Linked DNA regions of Danio rerio: region 2 is linked to region 1. A link is a contact called in public Micro-C data. All regions are on one chromosome and are shown on one strand. Each heading gives the region's core, a stretch centred on a gene start, on an enhancer-like site or on the middle of the called end of the contact. The rest is flanking DNA. Distances are from core to core; before and after follow the strand shown. Region 1 holds the start of exoc3l2b (exocyst complex component 3-like 2b). Region 2 holds the start of LOC137487742.

Region 1 (5,075 bases), core at 1,201-3,700:
TTTTTTTTTTGGCTCAACATTTAAACAAACAAATAAACAAAAGGTTAAATTAGAAAATCATAGGTTACCATAAGCAAACTTTGGCCCGCAGGCCCTATTTTGGTCATCTCTGACTTAAAGGTATAGTTAACCCAAAAAGGAAAAAAAAAAACATATAGCAGAAGAAGATATTTTGAAGAAGCTGATAACATGTAATAGTAGAAAAAACAAATATGGAAGTCAATACATACACATTTTCAGCTTTCTTTAAAATATTTTCCTCTGTGTTTTACCAAAAGAACGAAAGCAGGTTTGGAACAAGTTAAGGGTTAGTAAATGATGACAAAATTTTCAGTTATGGCTGAACAATCACTTTAAGACTAAAATAAATAGTAGAAAATTGATGAAAGAATTAAGTTTATTGCTGCTCATTGCTATTTTTACAACAACAACAACAACAACAACAACTGATATAATACAATATTATGTGGCTTTTGGTTGTAATTTTCCATCAATGCTGCAATCAAATTAAAGGATTAGTTTACCCAAAAACAACAATTCTGTTATTAATCACACCTTCTCATGTTATCCCCATCCCCAGAAACTTTTACTCATTTTCGGAACACAAATTAAGATATTTTAGATGACAGATATAGAGAGCGCCTCATCCTAGACAGCAATGGTCCAGAGAAGTTCTAAAAGTCCAGAAACGGAGCCAAAAACTTTGTCGAAACATTATATCTGACATTAGTCGTTCAACTGTAATCAAACAAAGCTCCAAGGATCACTTTTGCGTGATTGAAAAATCCCCAAAACTGTGTTCACCAACAGTACTGCCTATCCTGCATCAGGTAGGGGTGCATGTTAACTAAGAGCAGGTGGAATCCAGGTAGCAAAGAATTCTTGCCCAGATTTGGCGTAAACGGCATGTTCAGCATGGCCCTGGTTTGACAGAGGTGGCACCGTCTTTAAGGCAGCACACAATGCTTGCGCCAGTTGTACATTGTAGCATGTGTACATTGTGGCCCATATGGTAATAATTGATATGAAGGCCATGAAAGTTTGGCCTATCTTGACCCACAGTTATAATACGTTTTATTATTTTTGCTTCAAGAAAAGTTCAATGATTCATGGGTTAATAGTTATTAACTTGGCTAAGACTTGGCACAGATACAGTTCATGTTTGGCCACTGTCTGAAAGCCAGACTTGGTCCAGTCATGTACCGTAACTCACTGCGGCATGTAGGCCAAGCAAAAGCTGATTGAGTGGGTCAGAGCTGGACCAGAGAAATTGATATGTGGGCCATTTAAGTTTGGCCTGTATTGACACACATTTAAAATACATTTTATTATTTTCGCTTCGAGAAAAAGCACGCCTAAAGCACAAAGATTCATGGGTTCAATTTCATTGCAGTCATGACACACCAACATACTGTATCTGGGCCATTTCAGGCTCAGTTATGGGTTATTAACTTATTTAATACTTGGCCCCATTATGGTCCATGTTTGGGCCTTGTCTGAAAGCCAGACTTGGTCAAGTCATGTACCGTAATTCACTGCGTCATGTGGGCCAAGCAAAAGCTGATTGTGTGTGCTAGAGCTGAGCCAGAGATGTTTTGCTACGTGGTAAGTGTTGCCATTAGAGTCAGCAGTGCAACATGCAATCATCCTACCCATGGTAAACATGCACGCTGATCTGACAGAAGACAAGGGCAAACAAAGTCATATTTACAGTTTTATTCTGTGCATAAAAGTGTTCTTGCTTCGTATGATTACAGTTAAACTACTAAAGTCTCATATTTTGACAATGTTTTAAATTCCTTTTCTGGACTTTGAATGTCTAGTGACCATTGCTGTCTGTGTAGGGTAAAGAGCTCTAGGATTTCACTTAAAATGTCTTAATTTGTATTCCAAAAATGAACGAAGCCATTTGGTAAACTAACTCTTTAAGATCATAACCACTGGTATTAATTTTGTTTTGCCTGCATATGACCACCAAAATGCTATTAGTCGTTGACTTAAAACCATGAGTACCATGGTTTTAGCTAAAACAAATTCTTCATCAATGTTCAACTCCAGCAAAACATCTCATCTGGATGACCTGAGGGTGAGTAAACTTACACAGTAAACTATGCATGATGACAAACCTTCTTCTTCTTGGTTCCTACTGCTGGTAAGACTTTCTCCAGCAAGTGGATGCAATGAGGCCAGTTTTGTTGTCAATTCCTTTGATGCATGACATTCAGTCCATGCCAGTCTATAACAGAAAAACACTGCATCACATCCACGCCTCTGTGAGTAATTAGAGGAGTCATAGTGCCACTGCCCATGATCCCAGAGGCCCAAGTGGTGGTGGGGGAAGCTCAGAGCTGGTGGAAAGGAAAGGGGATGGCCGGCTTCCTGAGGAAAAAGCATCGTCTTATGCGCTCCAAAACAACTCAGGAAGTGACCACAGCTAGTCCCGGGCTTCAGACGCGCATTCAGTTGGACGACAGCACATGTATGGTCAGTTGCTCTCTGAATCGGACACTTACTGCCTGACAAACCAACACAAAAACACACACAGATATAAAGTCGCTGGGACACTGGGATGTCCCTGCTCTGAGACTTTTAGGGATTTACCATCGCTTTGCTGCCAAACAAGGTAAGGCGAATGTTTTTTGCTTTGACAGTTCTTTCAAACATTTGACTGGTTAGAAAGCCTGTTGTGACATGTGGAGGACAGTTAAGTGCTTCAGTAGTGGTGGTTTTAATGTCATAAGTTTTACTTTCAGCTGTTCTTCTGTTATTTATTATGGCCAAAGAAGGTTATTCAGATGTTTTGATGAGCTGAGGGGATGCTGTATTGGTCAAGGATATACACAACCTCCATGCTTATTTGAGCCTGCACATTATGTAAACACTTGTGTGAACACTTTTAATTAAAACTGGAAAGGTGTTTTAATCTTAAAATATAAATATGTCTTTTCTAAATACATTTTCATAAACTATCATAAACATTTATTTAAATGTGTCAATTATTGATTCTTATTATAATTCTGCTTGTCATTCTGTGGACTATAGGTTTGCAACACCTGTCAACTAGAAGTCATGGAGTTTTAGTAGACTGTCTGCTTATTATATACATTTTAACTTGATGATCCTTAAACGTACATTGTTTACATTTGCTTTACGTTTTAAATTCTTCCTAACCTCTAAGAATCTATAGAAGATTTGATTATGCCATGTCATTTGTACCATACTTGTTTTATTCATTAACTTGAGGATGGATTCACCTCCTTGTAGATCTTGTAATTCTGACTTGTACACTGGGATTGTTCTAGGGTCTGTGACTTGTACTACTTGACTGCTATTGATACATTTGGCCACTATATTTATATAGCAATTGATAGTATTGCCATAACAATGCACAATTCAGAATCCAAGAATGTGAAAAGCTCAAAATAGAATGTTATGCACTGTCATTACTGTATTTTGGTACTTACAACATTACATAACTGTATCATAATATCTATCTTGCATTAAACCTAAGATGAATGGACATGGCAAGAAATATACATAACCTATAAGTCATGCAAACAATTTTACTTATTCTACTTACCCTAACTAAACTCATCCGTCATCTAACCCTGCTAAACCTAACCCTTTTTAAACTCAATTCAAGTTGAGCTTTATTGTCATTCCTTTACATGTGTGGACATACAGTGGAACAAAATGCAGCGTCTAACAGAACCACGCTGCTACATAAATAAACATAATCATAAATATAAACACAACACTAGATGTAAGAGCTATTTTTAACCTATACATAACTGACATACTGGAGCGGTGTAGTCTAATTATAATAACTATGCATGCATTGTACATATCTTTAAACTATACACATAACCTAAGCCAGACTATACAAGTACTTTCACTATCAGTTTTAAAATCTAATCAGACATACAGACTATAAATAACTTTACACAAAAATGCCAATTTACTCTGCTAACTCAAAACAAACTCTAACTCTAACCTGATCTTATTTTTAACCCTTTCATGACTATTAAATACCAATACCAGCAAAGTAGTCTTGTAATTATTAACCGTACTCTAATGCCATCATATATTCAGGTAATTGTACATAACTTTACAAGAAAATTTCAACCCTAACCTAGAATACTAACCTAACCAAAACCACCCAACCCAATCTAATATTATACTAATGCTGACCCCAACCCCAAGAGACCTACAAACCCCATTACAAACTTTACAAGAACTTTTTTTGATCTACGAAATCTAATCCAAATTTAGATTTTCCCTAAGCCTAGCCTAAAGATCTACTAATTCCATCATTACTCAACAGTCTGCAACTACTACAATTAGGGTCAGTTTATATGAACTTAACATAATGCCTAACAGTGGACCAACAATGATACTGATACAGTCAACAAATACTAAAAATGTAAAGTCACACTTTAAAATGTACATCCATATATTTCACTACAAACAAACTGCATTATCCTGACATTATGTAAATTTGAAAATGATCAACCACAGTTCTGTGTATTTTTGTGTGTGTGTGTGTGTGTGTGTGTGTGTGTGTGTGTGTGTGTGTGTGTGTGTGTGTGTGTGTGTGTGTGTGTGTGTGTGTGCTCATTTTAAAGCATCTGTTTTTTTTTCATAGTTGAGAGCATCACTCTCATCCAGTGGTGGAAAGTGTACTGAAAAATCATTCTTAAGTTAAGGTACTATTTCTTGCCTAAAAATGTAGTGCAAGTATAGTAAAAGTATCTGTTGTAAAAATCATTATGTATGTCATCATACTCGTCTGTCATCTTCTCATCTGTAACATGCATCTAAACAGTCTCTGGGTCAATGCGTGTGTAAAGATTTTGGACATTTTTTTGAACACATTTAATGCTTCCAAACAGTTTGCTGCAATTATAAACACTGTCCATGTCTTGAGGTTGTTCATTATGATGCGATTTTCCTTCTATGCGCGATTTGATTGGACAGAAATCACAGGACGGATTTTTCTAATCTCCATAGACAAGGAAAAATAAAGTAGTGACTGCAGGTTGAAGGAAAGTAGTGGAGTAAAAGTACCAATACTA
Region 2 (5,567 bases), core at 1,598-4,097, 180 kb before region 1:
GCACCTGGGCCAAAGGTTTTGATTCCTCAGAGATTATCAAAGTGGATGGAACACTATTTTTTAAGGAGGCTGCTAAGTGTAATGGAGGATATGTGCTTTCATCACTAACGGAGGACACTATATGTGTTAGTTCCTCCATGTTAGTCATTTCAGTATCAGACTGGTTGGATTTCAAATGTCCTTTATCCATTTCATCTCGTTCATCATCTATAGACAATATACTTTCACAGTGCTGTACAACAGAGTCTTTTTTCTCCTCACTGTGAATCTCTTTAGGTACATGTTTATTGACCAGTGGGTCAATAAAAACATCACTAATTGGACAATAATTGTTCACAAAAGCAGGTTTATCCTCTTTTAATACCTGTCTTTCTGCAATTTTATATACTGGATTTGATTTGTCCCCAACAGCTAAATGGTTCTCCTGAATGGACGGTAGTACACTGCTAGCATGCTCAACCAATGGCAACCCACAGATTTTGGATGGGACTACTGACTCAGCTTGGACTGGTGTTCCAGAGTATACTGGAAGTGGTACGGATTGATCTTTTTCATGTAGTTTCAACTCTGTCATTTCTAATGACTTGTCTGTATGGTCTGATATCACAGAGACCTGTGATTCTGTAACAGTTGCTAGTATTTGAGCCGAAGTGAAAGAGGAATCAGCAGAAGAAAAAGACAGTGAATTAGATCCAGTTTCTGAAATCTCATCTAGCGGGCCAATAAGATTGCAATCATTTTCTTGGTGATAAGTTGTAGATAGCTTCTCCCTTAAAATTATATGACCAAAAGGCTCAGTAGGTGTAGTTTCCAAAGATTCTTCTGCAACAAAACCAAAGACAGCATTAAAAAACATTGAAATATTTTTCCTCCAAGCAAGGTAATGAACTTTGTTTAAATTCAGAACTCACCTGCAGACTGGCTTATCCTCATATCCCCCTGGTGAAGCTTTACTTGCTGGGGTTTGGGTGAAGTGCTCCCTTTTCCATCCACTGACCATGCTCCCCTACTCACTCGTGTTTTTTTCTGATGTAGCGGTACCTTCATGCTGCTTGCCTTGGCAGTGTACATGCGTGCAAGCATCTGCACTTTATTTAAAATCTTTTCTGAGTTTTCCACCAAGCACTGATTGACTGGTCCACCCTCAAAAAATCCTAAATCTGGTACCTCGGCCATTCCTTCATAAAGGGTTTGGCTACATGTAACCACCTTGCCATGACGAGACCATCTGCCAACTTTAATCTGACTGGGAAGGCTATCCAGGCTTCCATTAGAAGACATCCTAGGTCTAGTTTTACTAGCACATTGAAGTGATGCATGTGCTGTCTCTGTGACCTGCAGATTAGATTTGTCTGGTGCGTCTGGATCACATTGTAAACTCTCCGATTGTTTATGCTGTACTTGGGTTGTTATGCAATTTACGGACAATTTCTCAGGAGCATCTGTATGTTCACCACAGCTGTTCTCTCTTGAGATGGGGACTTTCGGACTGCTTGGAGACTCTTGGCCAGTCCTTTCATTCTCCTTCCACAGTTTCATACTGAAATCACAAACATCTTCATCCTTTTTCATTGAGGTCTTGCCGTCAATTTCTTCCACTTGATGGTCAGCATCTGAATGTGAGGGAGGAATGTCTGCATCAACAGATTCCTGATGGCTGAAAGTCTGGTCAGCTTGGTCAGATACAGGGAGTATTAAAAATGCTGAGTCAGTGTCAACAGTGTCTGAGCGGCCACTCTCAGACTCAAACAAACTGTCCTGACGAACACAAACATTGAATCGTGTTACAGAATCCTTCACTAATCCTGCAGGAATATGAGAAAAGCTGTTTCTTCGTGTAGACTGACCTTCCTCAACTCCTGTCTCCGCTGCCTCATAATAGCTGCGAATCTTCTCAATAATCTGCTTGTCACTTTTGGTCAGTTTTTGCTCAGGTTCTATTTTGGGAGAGCTTTCAGATGCTTTCTCTGAAGTATCAAAAAGAGGACAATGTGAATTGGCCTCACATGCTGTCTCATTTGCAGATTTATCTGATTTATTTTCACTTTTACTAACAGAGTTCTCATTATCTTTCTCTCCTTCACTTAAGGTCTCTGATTTGCATGATTCACCACAACTGGCCTCTTGGAATGTCAGCTCTTCTAATTGATTTTCCTCAGTAGAGACATGCAGAGTTGGTGATACTCCCTTCGGCTCATTTGGTTGAGAAATATTTTCTTCACAGGAAGGATGGCTGTCCTCGTCTTGGACTGATTCAGTTTTCTCTGCATCAGATCTGTGGACATTAATGATCGCATGTGTATTTTCATCCATCTCAGCTATAAGTGGTTTGGATTCCTCTGACTCCTGTGCTTCCAATGGCTGAACTTCTAAGGTCTCTGGAATCAACTGACACTATAGAAGTAAAACAAATGAAAACACTTTATTTTAGATGGGTACCTACAAAATCACTGCTGTAAATGAGTATACGGATAGAAAAAAAAACATTGTTCTGAAATACTTAAGCAATTACAGTCTCTGGATGTTGTTTGAGGTTTCATAATGTGTTTCATAATGCGTTTCATAATGTGTTATACTTACCCTATCAGATATCAACTCTGTCATGCCCTGCCGAGCACGGCTCTGGTTAATGAACTCCATGATTTCTTCAGTAATAGACAGTGTTGGTGGTGGAGGGAGTGGTGTCATATCATCTTCATCTTGACACAAGGCGAGATCATCACGTCCAGATTCAACTTCAATGACTGAGGATGCCAGAGTACTAGTACTGCCTGAAGAGCCCATACTATCAGCCTGTGGGCACAATTCCCCTTCACTGCCAGCTTGAGAACTCTAAATGAAAATAAGTGTTCATAATAAAAGTAAGGTCACTGTAGACCCTTGAGTAACATACACGGCTGTGATATTATCTATGTTTCCATCCACCTATTTTAATAGGCATTTTGGATCATCGCATAAAAATACTTAATGAAAACATAGTCTTTGAATATGCTCACAAAAATTGTATATGCACAACTGAATAGTCTATATCTGATAAGATAAAGTGTGAATAAACTACAATGGAAACCCATTTACTAAATAAATCCCCTCATACACATAAAAAAGCCATGTGACATCTTTTTAAGGGGATCTTGTGATAACAAAAAGTTAGTAAATTCAAACAGTACACACGGGTTAAGAATGGTCCATTGTGTCTATTTTTATTATGTTGGGGATGAAAACATCTACCGAGTTACAGTAAACTGCTGTAAAAATGCATCAGATAATTTTTTATTTGATTATTTTTTTGAGTAAATCTGTTAATCAACATCAGTCCTGGCCTACTACTAAATTACTAAATAGCTTAGAAAATTACAGGGGGGAAAAAACACACACAAAATGATGTATTTTCAATATCAAAAGTTGTTGTGAACTGGATTTTTTTAACCTTTTATCTCAGTCTTAGACATGTGAATGATTAGTAACAACATTGGTTTTTATGCATTGTTATATTATAATTTTTCTTCCTAATTTAATGTTGATGGCTGTTTTTGCCCCATGCGCTTATTTTACGCGACCGCCATTTTAAAGAACCAAAGAGAGGCTGCGGTGGGAAAAAACCCGGGAGTATAGGACCAGCACTGAACACATTGCAGTAACATGCTGTGGACTATGAACCTTCTGCTGTTGCAGACATTTCAAAATGCAGAAATGATGTAACCTTCACTTTAATAACATTCAGTAAGTTTAATTTAAACAATTAAAAGCAATTTAGCATCAAACAACATATCAATCTCTGTAAGATTAATATGTTCAAGCGTCCTCCTAGACTTCAGTTCATGCCAGCAGGTAAAAATCACGCTTTCCTGCTTTAATCTATGTAACCCAGTGAGCGATAAAACAATGCAGTCCTGTGTAGCACACGCTCGTGTTGTCTGTAATAGTGTTGTCCCGGTACTGAAGTTGTGAAAAATGTCCATTTCCCACTAACATTCAAGCGCCACTGAGCGTGTTCATAAACAGCGCTGATTTACAATAGTATTTACCAGTACTCATCAGTTTACCGCTCTTCAGATGGCTCGTCGGTGTTTGTACTTGGTAAACAGTGGAGGGTGAACTGATGACCTTTTCAGCCAAACATTCATTTCTGTCGAGCATGTGAACACAATGGCAAATCAGCTGTTTTAAGAAAGCCATCAACAGTGCCTTAAATGTTAGTGGGAAATTGACGTTTTTTCTTTTAATTCAGTATCATGACAAGTCTAATATAGTGAAAGAACCAGTTCATTAACCTGAGTTTGATAAATGTCATCTAAAATGTGTGTTTGGGAAAGAAAACGTTAGCAAACTAGTGCCATTTCCATAGCTGAAAATGAGGTCTCCCTTTTTATTTTCTCCATTGATTCAGAACGGACCTTCGGGTCACTTAGAAGGCGGTGAAAAATAAGTTTGTGTCACTTTCTCTTCACTGATAACATATACAGCCAGGTACACAACATTCCATGTAACTCCCAACGATACTACCGGGTTTCATCCCACCGCAGCCTCGATTTCGCTTTTAAAAAATGGGGGTCGCGTGAAATCAGTCTATTGACTTCAATTATAACCACCTTTGATGGTACATAAATACACAGTCTTTGTTTTTATTCACTTCATGTAGTTCTGAGAGCTGAAATGCATATTTTGATTTTCTCAGACACATCAAGGTAAGTGCGCAAAGGTCACTCTCACACACATACACACACTTTTATTTGCTGTAATACTTAATAAAAAATCCAAAAACTAAGCTTTTTTTCCCCTTTTTTTTGCACAGGCCAATCTAAAAGATTAATGGTACCAACTGATGATCAACAGTTAAAATTACAAATTTTAACTCTTCCCATGAGGGAAAACCACCAACAATAAAAAAATTAATGATTATATGGCATCATGGTTTTTTAATAAAAACAAAGTGTTTATAATGGAAGTCAATAAGGCAAAAACAGCCACCAACAATAAATTAGGGAGAAAAAAATGAAAATCAATCAAAAACAATGCATCAAAGGCAATGTCGTTTCACACGTCCAATTCTTTGACAAAAAGTAAAAAAAAATTAAATCCACAATAACTTTTTATATTGGAAATACGTCATTTTGTATGTTTTTCCACCAAATCAGTGACATCATTTATGAATTTGGCAATTTAAGAGTTAAAATCCTATAATTTTCTAGTCAATTTAATAGTTTTGTTCAGGATTGAGGTTTATTTATGCAAAAAAAAAAAAAAAAAAAAAAGATTTTGGTTGTGCGGTGGTGGGCCCCTAATAATATCTCTGAGCGCCCCCTAAAATGCGTAGGCCCTTAGAATCGTCCTAATCGTCCTACATCTTTGGATGGAAACATAGCTACTGATATTTAACAAACCCTTGTTGCTACAAGACTACATTATGTTGCAGGAATAATGTATTTGCAGACTTCAGCATAACTTAAGCACAGCACATTTTGAAAATTAATGTTTATCAATTTCTCAGTGAATATATTCAATGTATTTTGGTGCATTTAAACAAAACAGATTTATTAAACAGATATATTTATTGAAATAATATTTTA

Evidence for each region. A called contact is a pair of places that touch in the nucleus more often than the background predicts.
Region 2: a Micro-C map of caudal fin shows a contact between it and region 1, with 2.4 times the contacts expected there. The contact joins the promoter of LOC137487742 here to the promoter of exoc3l2b in region 1. A contact is called at or near these places in 4 of 18 Hi-C or Micro-C datasets (caudal fin, embryo and an unstated tissue).

What each region holds. Positions count from the first base shown.
Region 1 is chr15:22,653,453-22,658,527 of GRCz12tu, reverse strand. exoc3l2b (exocyst complex component 3-like 2b) reads left to right here and starts at 2,450. Exons shown (of 13, transcript XM_021472940.3): 1 at 2,450-2,623. The coding sequence starts at 2,478.
Region 2 is chr15:22,828,566-22,834,132 of GRCz12tu, reverse strand. LOC137487742 reads right to left here and starts at 2,847. Exons shown (of 4, transcript XM_068218795.2): 1 at 2,581-2,847; 2 at 912-2,394; 3 at 1-822. The coding sequence starts at 2,784. It overlaps plekhg2 (pleckstrin homology domain containing, family G (with RhoGef domain) member 2), which reads right to left. Exons shown (of 16, transcript XM_073923603.1): 16 at 4,787-5,567.